Linked DNA regions of Mus musculus: regions 1, 2, 3, 4, 6 and 7 are each linked to region 5. Evidence: chromatin contacts called from public Hi-C, HiChIP or PLAC-seq, Micro-C and promoter capture Hi-C data. All regions are on one chromosome and are shown on one strand. Each heading gives the region's core, a stretch centred on a gene start, on an enhancer-like site or on the middle of the called end of the contact. The rest is flanking DNA. Distances are from core to core; before and after follow the strand shown. Region 1 holds the start of 4930505K14Rik (RIKEN cDNA 4930505K14 gene). Region 2 has its middle 15 kb from the start of Gm15411. Region 3 holds the start of N4bp2l1 (NEDD4 binding protein 2-like 1). Region 4 holds the start of 2210417A02Rik (RIKEN cDNA 2210417A02 gene). Region 5 holds the start of Hsph1 (heat shock 105kDa/110kDa protein 1). Region 6 holds the start of Brca2 (breast cancer 2, early onset). Region 7 overlaps Katnal1 (katanin p60 subunit A-like 1).

What was found. Promoter capture Hi-C pulls out the DNA fragments that hold promoters and counts their contacts. A called contact is a pair of places that touch in the nucleus more often than the background predicts. HiChIP or PLAC-seq counts read pairs in DNA pulled down with a chosen protein or histone mark.
Region 1: a contact with region 5 is called in a FOXA1 HiChIP or PLAC-seq map of pancreatic cancer cells. The contact joins the promoter of 4930505K14Rik here to the promoter of Hsph1 in region 5. A contact is called at or near these places in 2 of 39 promoter capture datasets (hippocampal neurons and stem cell-derived epiblast-like cells) and 1 of 115 datasets of contacts at active chromatin or transcription factors (pancreatic cancer cells).
Region 2: an H3K4me3 HiChIP or PLAC-seq map of embryonic forebrain shows a contact between it and region 5, with 4 times the contacts expected there. The contact joins the enhancer-like site here to the promoter of Hsph1 in region 5. A contact is called at or near these places in 5 of 39 promoter capture datasets (the 3T3-L1 cell line, the HPC-7 cell line, cranial neural crest and 2 more), 1 of 484 Hi-C or Micro-C datasets (cortical neurons) and 2 of 115 datasets of contacts at active chromatin or transcription factors (the SCID.adh cell line and embryonic forebrain).
Region 3: a contact with region 5 is called in a Hi-C map of B cells, with 7 read pairs. The contact joins the promoter of N4bp2l1 here to the promoter of Hsph1 in region 5. A contact is called at or near these places in 1 of 39 promoter capture datasets (pre-B cells) and 1 of 484 Hi-C or Micro-C datasets (B cells).
Region 4: a promoter capture Hi-C map of hippocampal neurons shows a contact between it and region 5, with 4 times the contacts expected there. The contact joins the promoter of 2210417A02Rik here to the promoter of Hsph1 in region 5. A contact is called at or near these places in 8 of 39 promoter capture datasets (the 3T3-L1 cell line, the HPC-7 cell line, embryonic stem cells and 3 more) and 1 of 115 datasets of contacts at active chromatin or transcription factors (pancreatic cancer cells).
Region 6: a contact with region 5 is called in a Micro-C map of the G1E-ER4 cell line, with 3 times the contacts expected there. The contact joins the promoter of Brca2 here to the promoter of Hsph1 in region 5. A contact is called at or near these places in 2 of 39 promoter capture datasets (HPC-7-derived erythroid cells and pre-B cells), 3 of 484 Hi-C or Micro-C datasets (all in the G1E-ER4 cell line) and 1 of 115 datasets of contacts at active chromatin or transcription factors (memory CD8 T cells).
Region 7: a contact with region 5 is called in a promoter capture Hi-C map of 3T3-L1-derived adipocytes, with 2.5 times the contacts expected there. The contact joins the enhancer-like site here to the promoter of Hsph1 in region 5. A contact is called at or near these places in 5 of 39 promoter capture datasets (the 3T3-L1 cell line, 3T3-L1-derived adipocytes, frontonasal cranial neural crest and 2 more), 1 of 484 Hi-C or Micro-C datasets (cortical neurons) and 1 of 115 datasets of contacts at active chromatin or transcription factors (the SCID.adh cell line).

What each region holds. Positions count from the first base shown.
Region 1 is chr5:148,776,277-148,779,819 of GRCm38.p6, reverse strand. It overlaps 4930505K14Rik (RIKEN cDNA 4930505K14 gene), which reads right to left and starts at 1,857. Exons shown (of 3, transcript NR_131106.1): 1 at 1,599-1,857.
Region 2 is chr5:149,028,692-149,032,803 of GRCm38.p6, reverse strand. No RefSeq gene overlaps it. Among named protein-coding and RNA genes, the nearest start is that of Gm15411, 15 kb to the right of the region's middle. Within about 2 kb of position 1,328, at least 348 of the 459 cell types and tissues checked have an H3K27ac peak or open chromatin away from gene starts, as enhancers often do. A contact at or near this core is called in the HPC-7 cell line, the SCID.adh cell line, cortical neurons and 2 more, where this site is marked.
Region 3 is chr5:150,592,939-150,596,506 of GRCm38.p6, reverse strand. N4bp2l1 (NEDD4 binding protein 2-like 1) reads left to right here and starts at 1,982. Exons shown (of 5, transcript NM_133898.4): 1 at 1,982-2,243. The coding sequence starts at 2,071.
Region 4 is chr5:148,739,749-148,743,523 of GRCm38.p6, reverse strand. It overlaps 2210417A02Rik (RIKEN cDNA 2210417A02 gene), which reads right to left and starts at 1,684. Exons shown (of 2, transcript NR_028285.1): 1 at 1,540-1,684; 2 at 385-789.
Region 5 is chr5:149,634,084-149,638,088 of GRCm38.p6, reverse strand. It overlaps Hsph1 (heat shock 105kDa/110kDa protein 1), which reads left to right and starts at 1,774. Exons shown (of 18, transcript NM_013559.2): 1 at 1,774-2,119. The coding sequence starts at 2,013.
Region 6 is chr5:150,521,370-150,525,178 of GRCm38.p6, reverse strand. Brca2 (breast cancer 2, early onset) reads right to left here and starts at 2,558. Exons shown (of 27, transcript NM_009765.3): 1 at 2,283-2,558; 2 at 1,900-2,004. The coding sequence starts at 1,966.
Region 7 is chr5:148,907,348-148,911,171 of GRCm38.p6, reverse strand. All of the region lies in intron 3 of Katnal1 (katanin p60 subunit A-like 1), which reads left to right. Among named protein-coding and RNA genes, the nearest start is that of Katnal1, 19 kb to the left of the region's middle. Within about 2 kb of position 1,486, at least 124 of the 459 cell types and tissues checked have an H3K27ac peak or open chromatin away from gene starts, as enhancers often do. A contact at or near this core is called in 3T3-L1-derived adipocytes, the SCID.adh cell line, cortical neurons and 1 more, where this site is marked.

The sequences.
Region 1 (3,543 bases), core at 608-3,107, 860 kb after region 5:
CTTCCTCTCCAGGGTAGACAGAACTAGCTTCCAGAACCTTCCTCCTGGAAGCTGATCTTGTCACAGTGTTACATTTAATGAACACCACCGTGTATAACAATATTTTTTTTAATGCAAGGAACCTGGGCTGGCAAGATAGCTTAGCGGTTAAGAGCACTGACTGTTCTACCGAAGGTCCTGAGTTCAAATCCCAGCAACCACATGGTGCGTCTGATGACGGCTACAGTGTAGTTAATTATAATAATAAATAAACCTTTGGGTCAGAGTGAGCAGGGACTGAGCGAGCAGAGTTGACTGGAGCAAGCAGAGGCCCTAAAAATTCAATTTTCAACAACTACATGAGGACTCACAACCATCTGTACAGCTACAGTGTATATATATATATATATATATACATATATATATATATATTTGTATGTATATGTATATATTAAAATATATATTATATATATATTAAAATAAATAAATCTTTAAGTCCAAGTAACCCAGAAATTATATATATATATACATATATATATATGTAACCCAGAAATATATATATATTAAAATAAATAAATAAATCTTTAAGTCCAAGTAACCCAGAAATTCTACTGCCAGAGATGATTCTGGAACTTTCCATAAGAGCATGTAAGGCAGGTGTCTGTGACAGTACTGTTGATGTCACAAATGTCCCACCCCTCCATCAACAGAAATGGCACTAAATAAACCATCTTGTTCTTACATGTGTTTTTACATATATGTATATGCAGTGTGTGTGTGCTTGTGTGTGCATGTCTGTGGAGGCTGGGATTGGCATATATCTCCATCTATCACTCTCTCTTCCTTATATATTGAGGTGAGGGCTCTCACTGAACCTGTAGTTCACTATTGAGGGTAGTCCAGCTGGCCACCTTGCTTTCCCCGGGTGAGGTGGCCACCCCATGTAGCTTTTCTGTGGACTCTAGGTATTTGAACTCTGGTCCCCAATACTTCTAGGGCAAGCACCCAACCTGCTGAGCCACCCTCCTTGTCCTCTTATGACTTTTGGAAAAAATTTTAATCATTTCATTTGCCGTGATAGAGACCCCAAAGTTTCCATAGGATGAACAATTCACACAGTATCAACAGGGGCACTCCCTGTGGTGGTTTGACGGAGAACGCCCTCCATGGGTTCAGTATTTGAACGTGTGGTCCCTAGTCGGAAGAGATGTTCTGGTAGATTTGGAGAGGTTTGTCCTTGCTGGAGGAAGAATGTCACTGAAGGCCAGCTTTAAGGTTTCAAAAGCCTTGATCCATTCCCACTGAGCTCTCTGTTTCCTGCCTGTGGTTTAAGCTGTGAGCTCTCAGCTCCAGTGTCCATGTCTGCCCACTGCCAATCTTCCCTGCTGTGTTGATGATGGATCTTACACCTCTGGAACCATAAGTACAAATAAATCCTTCCTTCTCTAAGGCACCTTGGTCCGGGTGTTTTATCACAGCAACAGAGAAGTAACAAAATGTGCATCTTTTTCATAAAAACGTAAAGCAAGTCTTGGTAAATGTAGAATTTTTTTTTCCAATGGAAAATGTACTGTAATTCCTAAGCAGAGACATTCTAGAGAAGGGGGAAGAGCTCTCACCTTCCAATCGACACTCTTCCATGTTGTCAGGTCAGGTTGTGGAGAGCTGGGGTCCTGGGGTGGAATACTGGAAACCGGTCTCTTTGTGGTTGGGGCTAAGAAACAAGATGGAAACTTCTAGAAGACAGGCCCTCTCTTCCCTGGCTCGGCTGGTGAGAAGATATGATGACTGAAGGGCTCAATGTGTTGGTACACGTGAAACAAGACCCCCCAGTCATGTAGTAGAAGATGCGCTCAGGGGTGTCCAGGGTGGTGTGGTGATAGCCACACTGGCGTATGACATCACAAGGCAGGATGGCACTGTCTGTGATGGATAGCAACAGGGACCCTGTGACATCACTGGTCTACACCCAACCCAAAGGCTCACTGAACTCCTCAGTTATGAAGCCAATAAATGCTCTGTGTTGTTTAAAGCCGCCTGGGCTGCATCCGTCACTCGAAATATTCACCTGACTAGTGAACCTCCATCGAGTCAGACAAGCCGAGCGCCTCACAGCCCTGAGATGCCTAATGTATAAGATGCTTAATGATGTTTCTGAGATAAACCCTGCCTGTCACCCTGGGTTGTATCTGATTGCCCACTATATCTCTACCTCTAGAAATGAACTGTCAACTGAAGAAGTGTGTCCTTGAGGGACGCTCTCTCTGTTAGCGTGAGAAAGATGCTTTGCCTCGACGCTTCATCACGGAAGCTGTCTTATTTCGACACACTGCGGATGAGGTCTACACCCTGCATGAGCTAGGCGGGAGCTCTGCTACTTAGCTCGAGCCTCAGTCCAGTCATGCCACTCTTGAATAAATTTAGTTACAGTGGGTTGATTCACTGAACAAACCCGGATTATCTGTTAAATTGCAAGAGATGTCTCTTGATATGCCTCGACCTGTTGTAACTAAATTTATTCAGGAGTGGGTTTGTTTGGTGAATCATTGATTTGACAAATATGTGTTGAAGGCGCAGCATGAGCCCGCGCCTCATCGGGAGCTGGGTCCAGACACAGTGGCCAGCGCTGCAGGCACGTTCTTGGCTCCGTGAAGTTAGCAGCTAAAACAACAAGCAATAGCCGCACAGTTATAGACTCAGATAAGTGTGTGAAGAATAGTACTGGGTGGATAGAGAACACAGAAGGGCTTTCTCATTTCTGTATAAAGGTTAAGGCTCACCCAGGAGGATGACTCAAAGCTGAGAGTTGATGGATGAGCTGCTGTTAATGGGGCAGAACGGTGATATGAATGTTCTAGGCAGGAGACACTCATGAGCAAAGGCCCTGGGGCACAGAAGAGCTTGGCTGATGACAGAGCCTGAAGCTATCAGTGTAGCCCATGGGGTGATTGACAGAGCCAGTACAGGGACTCTCTCTCTCTCTCCCTCTCTCTCTCTTGGTTTTTTGAGACAGGGTTTTTCTGTGTAGCCCTGGCTGTCCTGGAACTCACTTTGTAGACCAGGCTGGCCTCGAACTCAGAAATCTGCCTGCCTCTGCCTTCCAAGTGCTGGGATTAGGGCCACCAACGCCTGGCTGGGGAGCCTCTCTTAAGGAGTCCATAATTCATGTCTAGAGAAAGGGTACCACTGAAGGTGGTGCCATAGAGCAATGCAGTGGCTTTCGTAGAGAAAGGAGACTCACAAGGCTGAGGACAGAAACCATCATTGGTTAGGGGTGTGGCAGAAATGAGGTGGGCTGTGGGCTCAGACAGTGGCTGCAGGGGAGAGAGTCGGGAACATTTGAGACACAACTTTGAAATGGAATCTATGAGACGTAGGGGACAGTTTGTGTGTGTCTGTCTCTGAGTCTGGTGTGATATCTCACTGTGTGTGTCAATGTGTCTGGTGTGATGTCTCTGTGTGTGTGTGTGTGTGTGTGTGTGTGTGTCTGGTATGTGTCTGTGTGTCTGGTGTGGTATCTGTCTGTGTGTCTATGTGTCTGGTATGGTGTGTGTGTGTGTGTGT
Region 2 (4,112 bases), core at 79-2,578, 600 kb after region 5:
ACCAGAAGAGGGCACCAACCAGACCCCATTACAGATGGTTGCAAGCTAACATGTGGTTGCTGGGAATTGAACTCAGGACCTCTATAAAAGCAGTCCATGCTCTTAACCGCTGAGCCATCTCTCCAGCCCTGTCCTTTACTTTCTACTTATGGTTATGTGTGTGCGGAAGAGGATGTCAGATCCTTAGACGCTGGGGCTCTAGGCAGTAGTGAGCAGTCAGATGTGGGTTCTGGAAACTGCACTTGGGTCCTCAGGAAGAAAAACAAGTACTCCTAACTGCTGCATCCCAAAGATGCATTTCTTCTTTTCTTTCCACGATGAATTTATTTTAAGGGTTTCTTACCTGTATGTATGTATGTATGCATGCATGCATGTATGTATGTATGCATGCCTATGTGCGTGTATGTGTAGCATGTATGTGCCTGGTACCTCAGTGACCAGAAGAGGTTATGGGAGACTGGAGTTATGGGAGGTGGTGAGCTACCATGCGGGAACTGGCAACTGAAACTGGGTCCACTGAGCCATCCCTTCGGAGCTGATACATTTCTACACTCCCAAGTATAACCAGTTCCTTTCAATAGGCACATGAACCCACCTTGTCCAAACAGAAGGTTGAAAAATCCAAAGACCGGATGGATTAGTGGGCAGGCAGCTTGTCTCAGCCCTACTCATTCATTCCTTTAACAGATGGGCCAGACACTGGGCTTGGCCCTGGAGCAAAAGAGACCAACGGTCTTCTATCCAAAGCGTCTACGACCTACCAGATAATTCAACACACAATTAAGGGGGGAACACATTGAGAAAGAGAAGTTTAGACGATGCTAAAGAGTGAAAATAATAAGGCAAGCGGCTGGTGGGAGCGTCCTCGGTTTGAAGGGGCCATTCTGAGGAGGACATGGGAGAGCTGGTTCATTTTCAAACTTTTCCAGCAGTCTGAGTACTGTTTCAGTGGTTTGGACAAGAACCGGTCATTGAACTGCGCAGGACCCCCGGCCGCCATCCCTTCAAGACCCTGCAGGTTCAAGTCTAGTTACTTCTTTCCCCAGCTCCTTCCCAGGCCAGGAAGGAACAGACTCTGCGCAGGACTCTCCCCTGTTGTATTCACGCTCTCCCAGGAGCAGGCCTCAGGAGCCAGCTCAGGATGTGGGGTGTTGCAAAGAACAGCGACAGCTGCAGTTGGAGGTGGCTGCCCGGGCAGCGAGCCAGCGGCTGCCACGGCTTTAGAGCCAAGGCCTCCCTGGCCTCCCGCATGCCCCCTGTAAGCGAGCAGCCACAGCGATGGAGTCCAGTGCACCAGCGCACCAGCGCAAAAGGGTAGCTTTCATTTTCTCATTGTGCGCGGTGCTGACGGAGCGCAGGGAAGAGAAGGGCGAGACCGCCTCCCGGGCCAGTCTGTCGGCGGCAGCAGCAGAAACCTCTTTTGCTGACACCGGGGGAAGAGGAAACACGAGTGCCTGGGGAAGCCCGCTAACAACACGGAGCACAGCACAACCCGCGTGCAGGCGTTCAGCCTTCCCCTGATAGATGGCTCCGTCCTTTTTCTGGATCATAGACTCTAGTCCACCCCACACCCTCCAGTTGTGTCAGAGGAACCGAAGGCCTTGCAGTCTACCCCCGAGACACATCCTCAGGCCTTTCTCCATTTCTCCTCACTTCCCTGTGTCTTCTGCCAGTTATAAGAGTCTTGTTCTCCTAGGGCCAGTCTCCCTTAAGTCCTTTAGGGTGTTGATTTCAGGCCCTCCCCAAAAGATATAAAAATCCACAGGTGTTCTAGTTCTGTCTATAAAATGATGGATGTTTGCCCAGAACACACACATGCATCCTCCTGGATATTTTAAATCACCTCTAGGTGACCACAATGCAGATGTTATGAATGTAGCTGTTATATTGTGTTATTTTGTGAATGGTGGAAAGAAAAGGCCTCTACACGTTCTGTATAGATGTCTTTTTGGAAGTGACATAAACTAATTTTGACCCACTAATGGAGAACATGGGTATAGGAATGTCTGACTGATTTATAAAACACAAAATGTAAGCCAAGAGTAGAAGGTGCACCTATAAGCCCAGCACTTAGGAGTCTGAGGCAGGAAGACCACCAGGAATTCAAGGCAAACCTGGGCTACATAGTGGGTTTGAAGCCAGCTTGAACTGCACAGCAAGACCGTGTCTCAGAAAGGAAAACCAACCAAACAAAAAAGTATAGAGCCAGGCATGGTGGCACTTGCAACCGAGTACTTGAGAAGCTGAGGCAGGAGGATTGTCACAAGTTCAAGACCAACCTGAGCTACAGAATGAGTTCCAGGCTACCCTGATTATAGAGTAAGAACTTGTCTCAAAAATAAACAGAAAGACGGAGGCAGGAGGATTACATGTTAGAAGACTGCCTGTAATACAGAGAGAGTTCCAAGCCAGTTAGAGCTACACAAGTGGTGGTGGTGATGGAGGAAGAGGGGGGAGGAGGAGGGGGAAGGAAGAGGGGAGGAGATGAAGGAGGGGAGAAGGGGAGGGGGAGGAAGCAGCTGCAGACACTAAACCCAGGCCCCTGATGGAAATGGGGCCCAGGTTCCCACACAGTCCCTGGTAGGCTCTGCTGAGATGGGAGAGTTGGCCTGAGGGAGTCTCATAGAGTGAGTGTCTAGGGCTAAAGTCTTCAGCTCCTGGCAGCAAGTCAGAGGCAGATGCTTGGTTTCTCCGGGAGCACTCACCTCCTGGGTCCTGCCTAGAGTAGGGAGCACCTCTGGGACCATCATTCACCTAGGCTTGCTGGCTGTGTTCCCCTGGCCCAGCCTGGTAAGGAGCAAGATGGAATTAACCCCTTCCTTCCTCCTGGTTCCTGAAGATGCTAGGGGCCGCCTGCCTGAGTGTCAAAGGGCTATTGTCCTGAGGCTGCCATTGGGTAGAAAACTCTGGGTGGTCAGCTCTGTGATGCTGGGCCACTGGCTTGGGAGTGTCTGTGGTCAGTTTTAGCTTCTCTTTCAGCTTTGTGAGAAGAAATAAGAAACAAGCAAGGACCCTTTAACCCTTGTCACAGGAGGCTAATCTCCCCCCCCCCACATCCCCCCTCCCACTTTTTATAGTTTTGTTTTGTTGTCTTGTTTTGTTTGTCCAGACAGGGTGTCTTAGTCAGGGTTTCTATTCCTGCACAGACATCATGACCAAGAAGCAAGCTGGGGAGGAAAGGGTTTATTCGGTTTACACTTCCATACTGCTGTTCATCACCAAAGGAAGTCAGGACTGGAACTCAGGCAGGTCAGGAAGCAGGAGCTGATGCAGAGGCCATGGAAGGATGTTACATAATGGCTTGCTTCCCCTGGCTTGCTTGGCTTGCTGACTTATAGAACCAAGACCACCAGCCCAGGGATGGCCCCACCCACAATGGGCCCTCCCCCCTTGATCACTAACTGAGAAAATGCCTTACAGCTGGATCTCATGGAGGCATTTCCTCAATGAAAGTTCCTTTCTCTGTGATAAATCCAGCTTGTGTCAAGTTGACACACTAAACCAGCCAGTACACAGGGTTTCTCTGTGTAGTCCTGGCTGTCCTGGATCTTGCTCTGTAGACCAGGCTGACCTCAGATTCATAGAGGCTCGGATTCTTTGCCCCCAGAATCCTGGGATTAAAGGCTCCACCACCACCAGGCAAAACCACACCCTTTACTTTTCTTTTTTTTTTTTTTAAACAGACTCTATATGTATATAGATCTATGAAGCAACACTTTAGACGATATTTTGAAATAAGGTTTGTAGAGGGTATGAAGTGCAATAATAGTCCTACTCTTTCTAATTAAATTTTATTTGGTTTGGTCCCAATTAAATCCAACACATTTTTAGATTTATGTATTTTATTTTATGGGTGATGAGTGTTTTGCCTGCATTTCTGTGTGTACGGGCCCGGTAAGCACGCCTGGGGCTCTGAGAGATGAGAAAAGGGCAGTGGATCCCCTGGAACTGGAGTGGCAGGTGGTTGCAGGAGCTGGGGACCAGAGCTGGATCCTCTGCGAGAGGAGCAGATGCTCTCAGACAGAGGAGCTGTCTCTTCAGACCCTTCGGTTAAATTTTAAATGCTTCAGCAAATAGATGTTCCTTCCAAGTTCAAACTTTGCCTCTAGGTC
Region 3 (3,568 bases), core at 733-3,232, 960 kb before region 5:
TCCCCTGGAACTAGAGTTACAGGTGCTTGTGAGCCACTTCATGTAGCTGCTGGGAACCAAACACCAGTCCTGATCCCTGAGCTATCTCTCCGTTGTGTGTGAGTGGGTGTGAGTGTATGTGCTCATATGAGGCTGTGCAGCATGCATGTAGAGACCAGAGGACATCAGGGGTCTCCCTTATGCTCTCTGTCTTATTCCTTTAAGAAAGGGTCTCTCACTGAAGCTGGAGCTGCTGATCAATGGGCTCTGCCAAGCCAGTCATCTCCACTCCTCTCAGCACTAGGGTTACGTGTGCAGCCATGCCCTCCTTGTTACATGGGGTTGTGGATTCAAACTCATGCCCTCATGCTTGTACTCTAAGACTCTAGCCTACTGAGCCATCTATCTCCTCAGTCCTTAAACCTCAAAAAACAAAAAAACAAAAACAAAAACAAAAACAAAAAAAACCCCCCAAAAAACCAAAACCAAAACCAAAAACAAAAAATCCACACATTTTAGGGTTTGTTTGTTTTGTTTTGTTTTATTCTAGAAAAACAGGTATCAATGGGTGAACAAGGTTAAGGTCTATACTCAACAAGAAAGACATGACCCCCCAAAATATGGAACACTTCATGAATTTTTGTGGGGCCATGCTAATCTGCTCTGCATCCACTTTAAGGTGCTGCCAAATCGAGCCCTTTAACCCCATTTTGTACCATCCACACCCCAAATGCTCCATGTTTCTTACTGGACAGCAGATGATTGGAATGAAAAAGAAAGTATTTGAGGCTGAGGGGAACCACGTTTGTAAACGTGTGCTAAGGGTATGCTCAGGGTGCAGGAGATTCACTTCCTCAAATGTGAACCCGGACGTATACAAGCTAAAGGTCACTGCTGTTAGGACAAATGTGTCTTCTCCATTCCTCGTGCTTCCTCTTAATGTGCACACAGAAAGAAGGACTAAAGAAGTAGCTTCACTCCGGGAGGGGAATTCCCGGGGGAGCAACCTGACTGCTCCACACCCCAACCCAGGGGAAGTCCAAAGCCAGCGAGATGCACAGGCAGCTGTCCTCCCTCCTTGTACACAGCCCCTTCCTAACGCGCTCATCAGGAAATCTCTGATTTTGACATAGGTTCTGAGTCTTAGAAAGACACTACTTCTTTCTCCACACTTCCTTCTCATAATGCTCATACCTTAGGTGCCAGACACAAAATGTTTTGATTTTTACAACAATTGTAGCCAAAGCCACCAATATCTCAGATTTTCTAGTATGCAAATTTTGAACAGTTTCATTCTGAAAACCAGGACCATTCTATTGCTTCTAAAGGGAAATACTGGAGAGTCACAGCCAGTGGGTGCTGCCAACTCCTGCAACTTGAATTTGGTTTTATATAAATGGTACCATGACAATCTCCCCTGCTATGTGGCAGCGGAAGGTGTTCATGAAGCCTCCTGAGTCCACCCGAGACCCAAGGAGTAACAAGAGACTTAAAAGTTGCATACAGCTTTTAAGGATAGTTTTGGCAGGCCGGTACCGGTACTAAGGAAACGTACAGGACCCTGAAGGAGTGTACCTCAGTCCTTGGGACCCCAGCCAGGTGCTGACTGATTCACAGGCAGTAGGGGAGACAACAGTCTTTACTGTGACTGCTCGGATGCGCTGGTCACATTCTCTAATCTCCCACGGAAAGTATTTACTTTCAAGGTCTAGGCCGGTCTGAAGTGAGATGAGGCAGAGCCGTGGCAGAGGGCTGGGCTTCCACAGTGACTGCAGGGAAACCTCCCACTGTGTCCCCGGGGCCAGGCCCCTTCCCTTGGGAAGGGCTGCGGAAGGCGGCGGGGGGCTGGAGGGAGCGCTGGGGGCTGCGTCACCCACGCTTCCCCGGGCTGTCAGACTCCCCGGCAGCGCCGGGGCCTCACAGGTAGAGACGCCCCCTCCCGCGGTTCGCGGGGCCGGGGAGGAGGGGCCGGGCTCCGAGCGCCCGCCCCTCCATCTATCACATGGCCGGAGAGTCACAAAAACAACAGCTTTGGCCAAGACCGTGACTTCAGGAAGGGAGCTCAGGGCCCTCGCCGCCAGCCCCCTCCCCATGGAGGACAGTTTTCTGGAATCGTTCGGGAGGCTGAGCCTCCAACAGCGGCAGCAGCAGCCGCCTCCTCGGCCGCCGCCCGCTCGGGGGCCACCTCCGCGCCGCCACAGCTTTAGGAAACACCTCTACCTCCTGCGCGGCCTCCCGGGCTCGGGAAAAACCACGCTGGCCAGGTAATGAGAGCGGCCTGGCGCCCACTCGCGCTCCTGCCCCGAGCGGCTCCGCGCGCCGCCCCTGCCCTTGCCCCGCGCGCCCGAGAGCTTTGCCGCGCGCCGGCCCGGGAGGACGGACCTCGGCAGTGCGCCTTGCGCAAGCCCCAAGACGCCGCCGCCGGCCCTTCCCCGCCGCGCCGGGCCTGGTGCCCACCCCTCCACCCCCAACTCCCCGGCAACCTTCGTCCCCAGCCCCGGGTCGGGGAGGCCCGCGGGGACTGCTCTTCGGGAAAAGCTGGTGGTGACTGCAGAGAAACCCGCTCCCCGCCCGCTGGCGCGCAGGCAGCCGCCACGGCGCCCACAGGCGCTGTCACCGGAGCGAGTTCGGGGATGTCCGGGTCGGGGGTCCGCGCGGCGCTGGCCGGGGGCCCGCTTTGAGATCTGGTGGATCGGCGCAGCCTGCGGCTGCTTTGGCGGCTGCGAAGGCGCACAGGTGCTCTGGGGAGGGGGGCGGGGGGCTGGCGGCGCCACCACCGACCGTCACTGACAGCCTCTCCGCGGGCGCCCAAATTCGATCACTCGCGAATTGCGTAAGCGGCCCTTCGGGTACCCGGGCAGAGAGAACTGCGCGGGCTTGCTGCCTGCTGCACCTTGCTAGGCCCACCGCTCCAGCCTGAACGCCCTCCACTTCCTGCCCTGCACTTGGTATTCCAGCAACGTTGGACTGTTTCTCTCTCCTTGCTGGGGTTGAGGATGCTGACCCTCCTGCCTGGCTTTCCCACCGTCACCCTTTGCCCGACTGGTCTCACTAGCCTTTTAAAACCGGTTCTATTACCTCCCCTCGCAGCTGCCTCACCCTGCCGTAGAAGCCGCCCGCCCTTCTCAGCGTCTTGGCTCCTGTTTACATCTCTGTGACTGCGCTTAGGTTTGCACACGGTTGCTTTTGCCTTCTGTGAGATACTTGAAGATAGGGGCCATGTCTTACCCTCCGTGAACGTTATCGGGCACACACTAGTCGATAGAAGCAGTCACTTGCCACCTGTGTGCTTGCTTCCCTTCTCATCAGATAAGGCTAGCCCTAGGACCCTGGAACCGCTGAAGAATCAAGGTAGCCCGCGGTCACATGCTGATTTCCATGGCACCAGGTAGTGATCATAGGGGGAGGGCCCGAATCTTTTGGATGTGGATGATGGGGAAACTGACACGGCCAGATAAGGGACTGACAATTTGTATTGGGGTTCTAGCTGATTTGTGGAGAAGCAGCCAGCTAACGAAAATTGCTACCTTTGCATCTTAGAGGGATAGATGACTTGCGAAGGCCACACTGGTACCCTTTTCTGAGACAC
Region 4 (3,775 bases), core at 435-2,934, 890 kb after region 5:
TTTGGTGGTGGTGGTGGTGGGGGGGGAAGAAAGGTCATGAGCAAGATGGCCAACCAAAAGACATGGGAGATGGTTAAGTAGATTCATCATATCCACTCTGGGGCATCTCCCTTTGGCCTTATCACCTGGCCATAAGTATTCCTGTGTTGTTAAAGCCCACACAGTCAGATTTCAGTTAAATGCCAGAAAATCAATTCTAAAGGACTTGAGACTATTTCTTTATCGGTATGGGTCATACTCACTTAACTAATCCTCGAGGGTTGAAAATGGTGTGACCTTACAAAAAAGAAAGCTTAATGAGGCTTTTATCCACACAGGAGACTATTTTCTGCAAGATAAATTCCTATACTTTTGAGCCTTTGGGTCAAAGGGTAGATGTATTCAGTTTTTTAAAAAGATTTATTTTTAATTATGCGTAGGTGTATGTGTCTTGGGGTGCGGGGTATGTAGGTACAGGCAGATAACTTGGATTCCCAAAGCAAGAGTCTCAGGCATTGTGGGTGCTGGGACCTGAACTCAGTCCTCTGCAAGAGTGGTATATAACCTTAACTGACGAGCCTACTCTCCAGCCATATCTTCAAATCTAATCAATACTGTTCAGTTTCCTGCTGGAGAATTCTTAATGCACAAGGGCAAGGGTCACTCAAATGACGGCTTCAAGACATATAGAATCCAAAGCTTGACTCTTTCAGATCATCTCCTGGAGAACGGTTTTTCTTTTCTTCCTTAGGAATAGAGGGGCTTCAACGGGTCCTTCAACCGAGAACAAGATACGGGAAGGCTTACTTCCTGAGAGAGGGATGTAGGGAAGAAAGACAGAGGCGGAACTGTGTGCTGTTCCTTTCCCAGGATTCCCCTCAGGGTGCACAGCAGGTGGGAATCACAGCTGCTTTCTCAGACTTAGATTACAGTTCCTGCAAACAGACTCTCTTCTTTCCTTTTCTGACCCAGCAGACTGCTAAGGCGATTAAACATATCTCTGCTCTCAGGTACCAAGTGTGGTGCAGCAAAGAGTTGGACATTGTAACAGTTAGAATTAAGGCCCTTAAAAAGGAGATTCTAAAGGGGCTAGAGAGATGGCTCTGTGGTTAGGAACACTGGCTGCTCTTCCAAAGGGCCTGGTGGCTCCCAACCATGTGAAAGTGCCTGGGAATTTCCAGGTCCTGGGAATCTGATGCCCCCTTCTGGCCTCTATGGGTATTGCATCCATGTGGTGCACAGACATTTATGCAGGCAAACGTTCATACACATAAAATAAAAATAAATCTTTGAAAAGAGAGAAAGAGGGGCTGGAGAGATGGTTCAATAGTTAAGAGAATTTGCCATGTCCTGCTCCACACATCCTTCTCTCGGGCTTCTTGACTCAGCTTGCGGCTCTGTGAATTTTCTTCTGCTCGCCCAGAGCTCTGTGGCAGGGGTCACCCTTCCCACCTGCCTTGCCAGGTCGCCCTCCCCAACACCCCCACTGTTGCCCCATCTCCCCTGTCCCCAGTCAGGTCCCGAGTGCTCCCACCTGCCCTCTCTGCCAGCCACTCATACCTTGGACTCTTTGAGGGTGACTGGAAAGGAGAAGCAAGACCGTGTCGTCATCTAACTTTCCTGTGAAACCCGCGCAGCCGCGGGTCCTAGCACAGAGTCTGAGTTCAGAGTTTACAAAGCTTCTGTTAACTGCTTCCTGCTCTTCCAGCAAGTTCTACAAACCGAACTACAGTTCCCTTCAGGCTTCTCGAACTCACTTCCGGTGCTTCTTGCAGGAAGCCCGAGAGAAGGATGGGTGGAGCCCCACTGGGCTTTCCCCAATTCAATCAGTTTATAAACTAAACTTCATTTCCATGGGGGCAGCTCTTTGAGCTCCCCGCACCCGGAAGTCTCCAGTGGCTCCAGAAGTCTCCCTTGGCACTATCCCATTTCCTTCGGCTCTTCAGCATCACACACATCATGCCTTCACGTCTGAGCTCCTCTCCAGCCTGCAAAATGATCAACAGATGGGGACCACTGTGTCTCCAGAGCCTACCTCATAGTAGGTGCTCAATAAGTATTTGCCGCATGAATGGCTCTTCCGGGGTGCGTAGTAAACACTTGGTAAGAGTAAGCTGAATCATCGAAGGTCCATTTCTGTTTAAGCCTTTATCAACTCAAAACAGGAATTTGACAATGACACCCCCTCCATATTGGCTGCAGAACACATCCAGATTAACTGTCACAAAGCGCCACACTCATCAGGTAACTCTAAAGGAAATTTATCCACAGCTTCCCAATAAATTCTGAGCAAACCTCCCGCCCTCTGTGGCTGGGTCAGGGCCTACAGAATTTCTGGCTTGGAGCCTGGGGTTGTGATGTCAGCCTTCAGGGTTTCTGAGAGCTGAGTGTCTGCCCAGTGCTGTTTGTTTGCAGAACTGGCTCCCTCTCCTAAGCGCCCTGTTTGCACAGGGGTGTTTGCAGCTAGCCGCAGCCTGTGATTAAATCGAAAGCGGCTTGGTGTTTGAACTTGGTCATTCCTGAAGGTCACCAGTGGGCGGTCTCCAGGAGGTCAGCAGCTGCATGCACGAGGCCTTTCAATGACCCCTAATTAACATCTGTACTTGGGAGGACAGAAAAGAAAAAGAGGTGGTGTTTGGCATGTGTCTGGGTGGCTGAGTTATGACACTTTCAAACTTTAAGTGGTTATCTGTCTGATAATTTTTTTTTTTTTTAATGAGGAAGCCCGCTGTCCTTGGGCCCAGAAATATCTGGGTCTGGCTTTTCTAGACATACAAGGTGCTGTCTCGGCAAATTGTGGCTGTAGCTTGTGCAGATGGGAGGTGACACACCACTGGCTGCTTTTCGGCCTTGGGTATAATTGTTGGTGCGGGTGTTGTCTATGGCCCTGTTTACAAGCCTCTGGCAGCCCCTGGCATTAAACACCCCTGGGCGCTTCCTCTGCCAGGATGTGTCCATCTGGAAACAGGTGGGGGAATTATACCTTGGCAACACACACACACACACACACACACACACACATACACACACACACAAGGCCTAGCTATTTAAGCTCTTTCTTCTACCGAGGAGGAAGTCAGGTGATAGCACAGACCTTTTGACACCGGCTCTCCGTCTGCACTCAACAGTGAGTTTGAGCAATTTCTGTAGCTTGTACAGCCTCTAATTTCTCCATCAGTCCGCTGCAGATGATACTCGTTGTGAAGCTATTCCCGGGGAGTAAAGTACAATGGCTTGGACTAGTGTTTGCCTGGGACATGGGAAGAGCCGCCATTACCGATACCCCTCGGGGAGACAGAGCTGAACTGTAATTGGGTTTTAAGTCTGACTGCTGGTTCCGAATGGGGAGGGGGCATAACTGTGCTTACAGCCTCCGATGAGACGTGTCTGTGTGCCAGGTGTGTGCCGATAGCAAAGACTGGTTCTCAGGAGCTGCTGGGACCTGAGGGAGGAATAGACGTGTTTCACCTGTATCTAGAGCCACCCCACCCCATCCTTGGAGGGGCTTCTAGGCTCATTAACTCACCAAAGATCACCATCTCTCCCTGCCTCCCTTCCCCTATACACTCCAATGTGGGAGACTTAAAATGCTGAATTTATTTCTGAACTATGGTTTCTGCTCCTCTTCCTCTGCTGGCTGTCTCCAACCTAAGTATCACTATGACTATGCCAGGGGCCCCACCCCATGCAACACACACACAAACTGTGCCTGTGACCAGGGCTTTCATGGTTGCTTGGCTGAGGAGATCTTTTGGGAAAGCACTTGATCCACAGGGACATGTGGACCTTTGACCCC
Region 5 (4,005 bases), core at 525-3,024:
TCCGAAGGTCCTCAGTTCAAATCCCAACAACCACATGGGAAAAAAAAAAAAAAAAAAAAAAAAAAAACTAAAGGGAAAACTGGTCAACCTCATATTCTGCTGGGTGGTGGTGGCCCACGCCTTTAATCCCAGCACTTGGGAGGCAGAGGCAAGCAGATTTCTGAGTTCGAGGCCAGCCTGGTCTACAAAGTGAGTTCCAGGACAGCCAGGGTTACACAGAGAAACCCTGTCTCGAAAAAACCAAAAAAAAAAAAAAAAAAAAAAAGAGTTTTCATATACTTAAAAAAAAGCCGGGGTGGTGGAGGTTTCAGAGACACAAAATGAAAAGAATGCCAACAAACATATTTCAAATTTAAAAACGCAGCTGCTCTGGGATAGCGTTGGTTCTTCTCCCATTTTAAATAGTTATGCTAGCAGGTGAAATAACTTAAGTGGCAAGCCGATCAATCACCACGAATAAAACTTACTCTGCAATTTGTATAGAAAGCTCCCATTTAAGCAACCCCACTTGTCCTACGGGAAGAGGCATACTTCAGGAGTTAGTTTTTAACCCTGGGCCCCAACTCTTCATTCAATTACACACTTATTTAGCAGCGCACGTTTTAATTGTGCATATTTCCATATTCTAGAGGGTACACACGGGGTTTTCAGGCAAACTTTGACGTTTTTTTTAACGGTACATAAGAATTGAAAGCAGGAGCCAGCAGCATCCACCTCTGCTTTCTCTTCATGGAACCTAAGCTTACTTTCCAAGGAAAGAAAATGAAAGGTTAGATTAAACAAGGAATAAACCATACACCCATTTATTAAACCATATTATTAGCCATTACATTAAATCATAACCTTATGGTTAGGAGTGGCAGGGTTAAACAAAGTCGGCTTAAACTAGTATCCAAAATATGCAAAACCCTGTCGGCAAAACACCAGCAGCTTCCCAAATTGCATAGCAATCAAAAGTTTTCATTTAAGAAGAAGAAGAAGAAGAAGAAGAAGAAGAAGAAGAAGAAGAAGAAGAAGAAGAAGAAGAAGAAGAAGAAGAAGAAGAAGAAGAAAACCCTTCTGTGTTTTATTCTGCAACAATCTTGCCAGCGGACAAATGTCTACAAAATATAAACCGCGTTTGCGGCTTATCCTGACGCCCCTAAATCGCAATCCATTAGCTGTTGAAAAAACAAGCAAGAACGGAACACAGAACAAAGCATACACCAGAGAAAGAGCGCGAATCGGCAGCAGCCAGCTGGGCCTCTTTTTACTGAGCCCTTAAGACAAAGCAGGATCGTGGCACGCACCACGGGCTGGACTACATATCCTAGCATGCAAAGCACCGAGGCCTCACCACTGGACTGCGTTTCCCAGCATGCAAGGCGCTAGGGTCTCCCGGCCAGACTACGCTTCCCGACATGCTCTCTGCCAACAGCAAGTTCGTGACCGGAGAGGCCTGGGGTCCCGGAGTAGTGTGTTCTTTCTCCGTCCTTTCAATAGTTTTTCGGCGTCGGGAGCCGGACACTGCCACCGGAGTCACCACTTAAGCGACAGAAGTTCCCGACCGGTTATTCACTGGAGTCAACTGGAACGAAAACTGCCCCTCAGGCTGGGGAGGGCGGGATGGAGGCCGGGCAAGCTCGGTCAGTTTTAGCCAATGGCGCCCGAGCAGCTGCCCTGTCACCATGGCAACTCAGGCCGCCCGCGGAGGGACCAGCAGTCCATTGGGTAGAATCTTTCTCGAAGGCTCGAGAAGAAGGAAGCGGAAGTGGCACGTGGAGGCGCCGGTGAGTAAAATGCTGCAGATTCTGGAAAGTTCTCCTCAGTAGGCTACATAAGGCTGAGCGATTGGGACCTCCCCTTTTGGATTGGTAGCTGAGCGGCGGCGGCTGCGTGAGAGAGGCGGGCGGCGGAGAGCGGTGGCAGAGACTGAGCGCAGTCTTGCAGGGTAAGCCGGAGGCATCTTCCCGACTGGTCGGGAGCAGGACGAGCACGCAGCGGACCCGAGGCGGAGGCGGACCGGGCCAGCCATGTCGGTGGTTGGGCTAGACGTAGGCTCACAGAGCTGCTACATTGCGGTGGCGCGGGCCGGGGGCATCGAGACCATCGCCAACGAGTTCAGCGACCGCTGCACCCCGTAAGTAGGAGCCTGGGTGGCCGGGGAGGGCTGGAGCTCGCTGCTTCCCGAGGGAGATGGTGGGTCCGGGGATTCCGGGAACCGTGACACCCCGCGACCACCTGGTCCCGCTGGCCTTCCAGGCTCGCCCCCGACTCCCCACTCAGCTTCTTCAAGCTGGCACCGGCTCCCACCTCAGCTAGGATCTCGGCAGAGCCTGGGCAACAGAGCCTTTTCCTCCGCATGGTGAATCTCCAAATGACCTAGAAGGTTCCAGAGCCTGTGCGCCGCTGCTTGCCTAGGGAGCGAGCGGACTGTTGTTAGCGACCACAGAAACACGCTATGGTGGAGGAATCCTCCGTCTCTGCGTCTCATCTACTCCTGATTTGTTAATATTGCCCTAGTGCCCCAATCGCCTTTTGGAAGCGTCCTTTTTAAAGCTCATTGTGAAAAACGTCCGTGAGAGTTTCCAGACCCAGAGTTCGTTTATTTTAACACCATTTAGAGTAAGCAGTACAAATTTAACATTGTTGTTGCTTAACACACTGCTGTGCAAAAAATTCAGTGGGGAAGATGGATTTTTTTGCTTCGGAATTAAATATTCTGCAGCAACGTGGGTGGGTAAACGGAAGCATGGTAAAAAGCAACTTTTTGAGGGGGTTAGTTTCTGAAGGTTACATATTAGAGGCAGTTAGACCTGCGTGTGCCTTCACCGACAACAGCTGTATGCTTTTTAAGGCAATCATTATAGGGCTTTTTCCCCCCATGTGCAAAGTCCAAGATAATAAATGTTAAACATCGAACCCAAAGGTAAAATCATTCCGACCTTATTAGAGGAACATTTATGAGTGAATAGGAGGAAGAAAGCCTTGCTAGGAACTTACTTTCTAAGCATGGGCTCCCTCTCTCACAAAGCCATGGTGCTCTGTGATTCGGCAATTAGTAGGAAGGCTGCCAGTCCTTCTTGCCCCCATCCTGTATGCTAAGCGCTTCTTCCTCTCTCTGCCTAAAAAGAGACAAAAGGTGTGTAGAGGAGAACAGGGAGAGCTGCTTGGGTAGCTGTGTTGCTGACCAGAATTTTTGACTGAGGTGGTTTTTTTACCCTTGGCCAAACTATGCGGTTGAAAATGGAGTTGGCTACTGATTTCTATTACAGTTGTTTGGCATGGAAAATGAGACAATCCAGTCTTACAAGTGTCTAGTCCCTCTGAGCTCAGAATCACGGGGCGTGTAGATTGAACCTTACAAGAGTACCTGCTTAGAGCGGCTAGGTCCGAGCTGTTTTTGTTACAGCAAACTTGAATGTCCTCAGTAGAGTGCCAGTTTACTCATCTCGGTCACCCATGTAGGAGGAACTGAACCCAAATTAGATTTGGATTACTAACGCTCGCCCTGTGGATTACTCTCTAATCCAAAGCCTTACTCACCGCCTCCTCCACACTCTCCATCTTGTCTCTGTTCTGGTTCTATGTATCCCCTTTCCTCTGAGAAAGCTGTCTCTCTTCATCTTGTCAAAGCAGGTGCAGTGTGAAGGCTTGGCCTCTCCTTTTCCTCAGCGTTTGTACTCCAGTCAGCAGTAACTTTGTTTCTCTTATCATCTTTATTTGACCTTACAGAGAATCTTCCAGATGGCAACCTACCTCATCCATTTCCTTTAAACTCTACAGGCATATCATAGACCTCTTAGGGTTACATAAAAACTTTTAAAAATTCTAAAGCAGATGATATATCGGGACAGAAATAAGTGTGCAGTGAAATTTAGGATTGTAGGAGGCTGATGACAGGTAGAGTTCTGTTTACTTTTGGTTGTGCATAATGCCAAGTTCCCTATCCTTTGTGACCTGGTGACTCTGTATTAGCACCCCAGGTATTGGGAGAGGGCACTCAAGCTGCACACAGATTATCAG
Region 6 (3,809 bases), core at 1,309-3,808, 890 kb before region 5:
AGTTAAAAAAAAAAAAAACCCAAACTACTCACAGCAAGCATGTACTTCATAGATAAAACTGAAATGATTATGAAAACTCCATCACTATGACAAATCTTTGAATATGGGCCAGAGTTTCAAATAAACATGAGAAAGATTCTTACATGGCAACAACAAAATGTCAAACAGGACCCAACCACCCTATATAGCTGTTACCCACGGCATAGGGGGGTTCAATATATTTTCATAATTAGAGCATGGTGTTCTTTGTCCTTTTCACAATGTCAACATCTGTACAACAAGGAATGAGGTATGTAAACACCTGGTGCACCTACATGACAGAAGGCAGTGGACCCAACTGCACTAGCACTTAACATTGCCTAGCAATCCACAGGAGAATGCCAGGGACTCACTAACAACGTAAAAGGAACAGTATGAAGCTCATGCTCCAACCTTCTCATTGCCGTGTATCTGATGTGTGCACATGGAATCAAGAGTCTACCTTCATGTTGCTTCTGGCTTAGAAACTGGTCATCAGACCTATGTAGCACACACTTTCACCCACTAAGCCACCGATGGGACCAAGCTTTAATTCCTTAGCCTGCCTTTTTAATCCTTTCTGAGAAACAAAATGCATGTAGCATTTTTGCAGACAGAAGTTTGGCAGGCATTTTCTCTAGAATGAAGTGGGCTTTTATAGTAAAGACAAAAGTGTGTTGCTAATGATGAGATGTGAGCTTTCAAAATGAAATTAACAATTTCTAGAGAACTAACAGTAGCTGACTTCTTCCAGACTTCAAAAACTTATCAGATCAGTTGTAATATTAATGGATGTGATCTTTTTCATGCACTGTCAATATTTATTTATGATATCTAATTCAGAGCCTGGTGTGGCTGTTCACACTGCAATCCCAGCACTCAGGAAGGTCACTGCAAGTTTGAAACCAGCCTGATCTACATAGCAAATCGTAAATCAGTCATGGTTACGGAGCAAGACGATGTCATTTAACAGAGAAAGCTAGGGTTGGAGAAATGACTCAGTGGTTAAGAAGCTCTTGGGTTAAGAAGCTCTTGCAGAAGACCCAAACTCAGTCTAGCATCTACATCACAGCCCACAACCAACCTGCAACTCCAGCTCCAGGGGACCTGATGTCCTCTTCTGACTTCTGTAGGCACCGACACACACAGAGCAAATACACAAACACACTCATACAGCTCAAAACAAAATAAGTCATAAAAGGTTTGAAAAGTGTTCATCACTAGCATCACCAATGCTTCTGATTTGCTCGTAGCCCTTTCAAAACAGTTCTTTCCACTGGAAGTCAAAGAGTTAGTTCCCCATCAGTTTAGGTATTCTACATCATCTGATTGACCAGGAAAAGATTATGTTAACTGGATCTGACTCCACGACCTGTTTACAGCACAAATCACCTTCAACTCCTGATCCTCCTGCCTCTACCTCCCAAAGGTGAGATTACAGGAATCAGCTAATGCCTGCTAAATTGATGCTGAGGAACAAATGCAGAGACCAGGGTCACTTTCATCCCTCTTTTGTGTTTTGTTTTTAATTAGGTCTAAGCTCTGTTGCTCCTGACATCCAGGAATTCCCTATGTAGCCCAAGTTGGCCTTGAACTCATTTAATCCACCTGGCTCAGTTTTCTGCCTCAGCTTCCATAGGATTATAACCTAGCTCAAGTAATTTTTTGTTTGTTTTTCTGAGACAGAGGCTCTCTATAAAGCCCTTTATCTCTCTCTTTAGACTAGGCTGGCCTCAAACTCAGAGAAGTCCACCTGCCTCTGTCTCCCAGGTGCTGGGGTTTTTGTTTGTTTTTAAAGCAAGCATTCACCTTGACTTATTTTATTGAAAATATTTTTTTAATGGGACTTAATTTACCAGGTTTTATAAAATTCCTCAATACCTGCTGTGCTGCATCTCGCCTTAAAAATTTCCCAAAAAGTTGGTCTCCTTTTGTATTCAACGGGCATTTTCTCTACAGTATTTCTCCGATGCTCGGTAAGGAAGTCTGCAAAAGAGAAAATAACAGACACTGCACAAGCCTGGTTTCTTGTGACAGGTAAAACCAGAATCGCTTGGAAGCTTATCCTACCTCAGGCCTATCTTTTGGGACAAGAGCAGAACTTATCATGAAGATGGGGACAGTTTATAACTGTGCTTCCAACCAAGTGGCTACTAGATACATCACAGCACCCGAAAGTGGCTATGGTGGGAGTCAATGACAAGACAAACCTAACGTTATTTAGAATTATTCACATTGACTAATCAGGGAGCCGAGACACACACGTTAGGTAATCCGGCGACTGCAGAACGGGGCAGCTACCGCGGACTCTGGACGCGCCGGATCCCTCTGGGAGGACGCCGCGGGCTGCACCGGGGCAGCTGCTCCGGGTGGCCGTGAAGGAGGTCGACTGGCTCCTCCGGGGTGTCAGGCGCGTCCCTCACGGCCTCACGACCCCGGAGCGCACGCCCGCCACACCCGGCCGCACCGACCCGCTCCGCTCCCGCAGCGGTAGCTGACTGACGGCAACGCCTCACGGCTCCCGCTCCCGCGAAAAGCCCGCGCTCTGCCCGTGACGTCATGACCCCGCGACGGGGACGCGGCGCGAGTGCCACCGGGAAGTCAGCGAGCAGCTCCTTCTGTGCCTGTTCCCGGCTAGCATGTGCTCGCCCATCCCCAGCCGAATTCCTTTCTTCCCCTCACGATATGTGTGTGTGTCTGTTTCCCGCTGTGGCCTAAAATTTTGTTTATACTTTCTTTTTCTGTATCTTCGGGGTTCTTGGAGTTCTGTTTACTTTAACCCTGAAGATAGACTTGGAAGGGATTCTTTGGATCTCTTTACCCTCTTCTCAATGTCGTCACATTAAATAAATCTTTCAGCTTTACACTTTTAATTTGGCGCTTTTAATTGTCTTATTGAGGACGGGTGGTAGGACCTGGGCTCAAGTGTTCTCTCTCCTTCTCCCCCTCCCCCTCTTTTCTCTCTCATACACACACACACACACACACACACACGCACGCACGCAGTTAAATAGCAGTCCTGCAATATTAGTACTCCTTTCTGCAGGTTTTAGGATGCGATCACCGTATTTCCCGACTTTTCCAGAAACTGGCCTAGAAAACTGAAACATTATTACCTCTCCCCTGAATTTACTGAGTAACAAGCCCAGTGCATGGCTTACTGTAGGTTTGTAGTTTGAACTTTAGAAAGCCCTCGACTGGATCCAACAAGAGATCTTAGAGGCCTTGCTGCTTCCAGAACATGATTAAGCAGTTAAAAGGTCCTCTTGGATTAGAAAAACAATGACCTGCGGTTGGGGAATCTGGCTCAATAGTAGAGACTCTGGGTCTGGGTTAGATACTCAGCACTACAATAAAGACGATTGAGAAAAGTCTGCTTGGTTTATTGGTATCAATTTTGTCTGGTAAGCTGTAATCCTTAGTTTTAGCAAGAAGTATCACTATTGTAAAAAAATACTAAAACTTTTGATGTAGGTCTGCTTAGCAAAGAAGAGGCCTATGATATTATCTAGTAATAAACTACTGCTTGCTGAACGTTTCTAACAATACTATGAAGTGTTTAGCATTGTCCAGTGGGTAAAAACTAGCCTGGTAGACGTTCTAAATTTAGATTCAAATCCATTTGGTTTTGTTAGCTTGTAAAATGAGACAAAGGTGACATATGTCTTTAATCCCAGCACTTGGGAGGCAGAGGCAGGCTGATCTCTATGAGTTCGAGGCTAGCCTGGTCTACACAGAGAAACTCTGTCTTGGAAAAAAAACATATTGGGGCCAGAGAGACAGCTGAACAG
Region 7 (3,824 bases), core at 237-2,736, 730 kb after region 5:
CTGACTCTCCAAAGAACCCATAAGTTTCCACTTCAAGAAACAGACATTTTAAGGTTGTTCTTTAAATGATGCAGTAGGTTATGGACTAACACCAGTGCCTGTGGTGTTACACCCATTCCCTTCACATTCTGGATTATATTACCTTCTGGAATATGGGATGGCCTCTGATTTCAGGTTATTAGGAAAACATAGGTAAAGGGGTGAATTGTCTCAATAATAAATGGTATTTACTGAGTTCTGCACATGGTTTATAATTTAATCTTCACCGCCTCCCACGAGCACAGCCACTCCAGGATGAGGGCTGGGACTCAGGTGGGGTTGTGCAGCAGGCACTCACCTGAAGTCAGTGAACGGGTCCAGAAAGACGTCCTAAAATTTTATTTGGATATTTGAGACATGCTCTGCTGTGAAACCTGGGCTGGTCTCAAACTCATGCTCTGCCTGTGGCAGTTTCTCCAGGTCTGAGATTCAAGCAGGTACCACGTGTGCACAGCTAGATGGGAATGGCAGGGAGTGACAGACTGGGTTCAGGATGGAGAGAGTGGTCTACAGTTGGTTCATCTGGTCCCACTGACAAGGGGAGCAGAGGCGCGTGGTTGGGGAAGCCCAGGCGTCTCCATTAGTTATTTACAGAGAGTGGCCAAATGCCTGTGCTACCAGGAGGGCTGTGCTGGCTGCCATGGTGGAAAGACAACGCTTGGGTGAGAAGCATTGCCTAAGGCCAGTGCCCTTCAGGTCTCAGTGCTGTTGTGGTGATGCTGATGCTATGGAGCTGATGCTGATGCTGTGGAGCTGATGCCGTGGTGTAGACAGAAAGCTCAGTTGGAGCAGGGTGGCAAGCGCAGAGGGCCAGCTTCTAGTGCAGGTACTGCTGTCAGTTCACAGGAAGGTGAGAGTCCAGATGTCAGAAGGGGGAGAGCATCCTGTTGGGCTTTGTTCTGGGTTTTTGAGGTTTCATTTTTTTTTAGGTAAGCTCTCTGTAGGAAACGTCTGTCTCCTGCTACAAAATATTTGAATCTTGGAAATCTAGGTATTTATTACTGCGTGTGCCCAAAATCTTTTAAGATTTATTTTTGTGTTATGTGTGTAAATGCTTTACCTTCTTATATGTCTATACACCAGTGACCAGAAAAGGCGTCAGATCCCTGGGAACTGGAGTTACAGATGGTTGTGAGCTGCCATGTGTGTGCTGGGAACTGAACCAGGGTCTTCTGCAAGAGTGACAGTGCTCTTAACCACTGAGCCGCCTCTCCAGCCCCCTAAGTTTGGCTATTTCTATGTTTTAGAAAAGGCAGCTGAAAATAGGCATTCTAATTCATTAGAGACAGAAGCAGGAGAACTGCAAGCGATGCAGAGTGAAGCCGGAGTACATGCACTTCCACACTTGCATGAAAGCTCTCTGCCTCTCTGCTTTCCCTGGTGGTTGCTGTCTGCTGCTGAGTGCCACCTATGGGCAGGCATTCTCCTCAGCTCCTAGGAATCCTGGATTCCCAGTCCCCGCAGCGTTGAGTTGAACTTTTGGCTACACTGAGCAACTCACTCATGTGATAACGCCTCCCACAGCTGCTGGCTTCCCTCCTCACCTTTGTGACACTTGCTGTTGGCTGTCTCAGTTGGAACTCTCCTCCCTCTCTTCTGACTTCGCTGGCCTTTACAAGGCTCCATGTCCTTCTCTTCCTTCTGTGACTGTGGCCTCTTCTCTTGCGTCCTCCTCTTGTGTCTAGCCCCAGCCCCCATGCTGCTCCCGATGCACTTGAGCTTGACATCACTGGTGCCCACCGGATGCTGACAAGCAAGAAAGGTCTTTGCCATGCAGTGCCTCCTGTTCTGGGAAGTCTGCTGCCTTTGCACAGCAGACCAGTGCCAGCTCTGAGGGCAGAGGGGGTCTCCTCTTAGCTCTGCCCCTCAGGGGCCCCGAGGACAAGTTGCCAACTTCATCTTCCCTCTGTAAATGGAGATCATTGTGGCAGTCACCCCGTGCGGAGGCTGTAAGGGTGAAGTGGCTTAGTGCCTGGAGAGTGTGAAGAGCAGCATGGCCCGGCAGGGGGCCAGGACAGCTGTGCAGCTCCCCACGACTCTCCAGCAGCTCACGACACCCTTCCTTTGTCTTTGCTCAGAGGATTCCAGAAGTCCAGCCTATTCTATCCTTTTGTACAGACTACAGGCATGCCTATTGTTCACCCCCCCCCCCCCCCCCACACACACACATCCACACCCAGACATGCCCCTGGGACTTGATCAAGCTCGACTTGCATCCCCAGCACCAAGAACAATGTGTGGTGCAGAGTAGGTTCCAGAAGTATTTCCTGAAGGGATGTGCGCACACCCCACTCCGAGTCTCTGCCCCTTATTCTCCCTTTCTGCTTTGCTTTCATCCCTGCTGACAAGGATTTGGTGGTTGTCACAGTGACGGTCTGCTAGTGATAAGCTATCAGTTTTTATTTTTAGAATATCCATCTCTTCTGTCGCTCTTTAATGGTAGTTCAGTGTAGACTACCAGGCTGGTATTTATTCACTGTGCCCTGATGACTAGCTAGCTAGTTGCTCTGTGGTTTTGAAAAACGGCATGCTAGTACACTGTCAGTCTTTTTGACCATCAGGGCCAAGATATGTGGCACTGTGCAGCCCTATCAAAACCTCTTTTTAAAGAGGCCCCCTGAGTCTGTTGCTTACACAGCCTAGAAGTTGTCACAGAGTCCCCACAGTGAAGCATGACATCGTGCAGTGATGCGGCAATGGACAAAGAAATACAGAGTGGAACCAGGGTGTCCTCTGGGACGCTGGCAGAGTCTGTTACACATGTAATCTCCAACTGCAGTGAGGTGGAACTGAAGACGTAGAGAGCACACGCATGCTTCCCACAGGCGTGGGGCTTGCCACAGATCCCACCGACAGCTGGTTGAGCACTTCATCAGAACAGTGCGTGCCAGGTCAAGCTCTGCCGCAGCCCTCGGAAGGCAGCGCCTGAACAGGCTAGGAAGGACTCTTAGGTCATACATAGCTCACCAAGCCAGATGCACGCGCTTGCTCGAAGAAGACTGGGGGGGGGGGGGCGGGGGAGGCTTCTGAGCAGCTGCTAAGTAGCAAGCCGAGTCAGGACTGCCTCAGGATTCATGGCAAGGCCTCCCAGGCAAGCCCAGCAATGGCAGAACCTGCAGGCAGCTGTAGGGGCTGGGCTCGCTGATGGTGAGCAGAGGCTCCGTGCTGGAGCAGGGTCTAAAAAGCTGGACCACAATGACAGTCACTAGATAGCAAGCACAGCTGCCAGCAATAGGAACAACCCGTGTGCTGAGAGGAGAGAGAGTCTTGTTTCATTGTCTTGGCCGAGGCCCTTGGCCGATGCAGGAAAGACATTTCTGCATACACAAAACACACAAATAAATAAAGCAGAACTCTACCCAACCACTTCCTATCTCTTCCTCAAAACAGAAAACAGTAAAAAGACAAGCCTGGCCCCTCCCGAAGAACAACAGCAAGCTTCCATTGAGATACTAAAGGCTTGGGCTTTTATTTTATTTTCTGTGCTAGATGTTGACCCCAGGGCTTGGTGTGTGCTGGGCAGGTGCTCGCCTACTGAGCTGACCCCAAATGTGCAGTGCTCTAGACAGCAATTTATCCTTATGCTTCTCATTCTTCACCAGTCTCTTCAAGTTCTTTTTCCCCTTTGGTTTTGGTTTTCTAAGACAGGATTTCTCTGGGTACCCTTGGTTATTCTGGAACTCCGTAGACCAGGCTAGCCTTGAACTCAGAGATCTGCCTGCCTCTGCCTCTGCCTCTGCCTCTGCCTCTGCCTCTGCCTCTGCCTCTGCCTCTGCCTCTGCCTC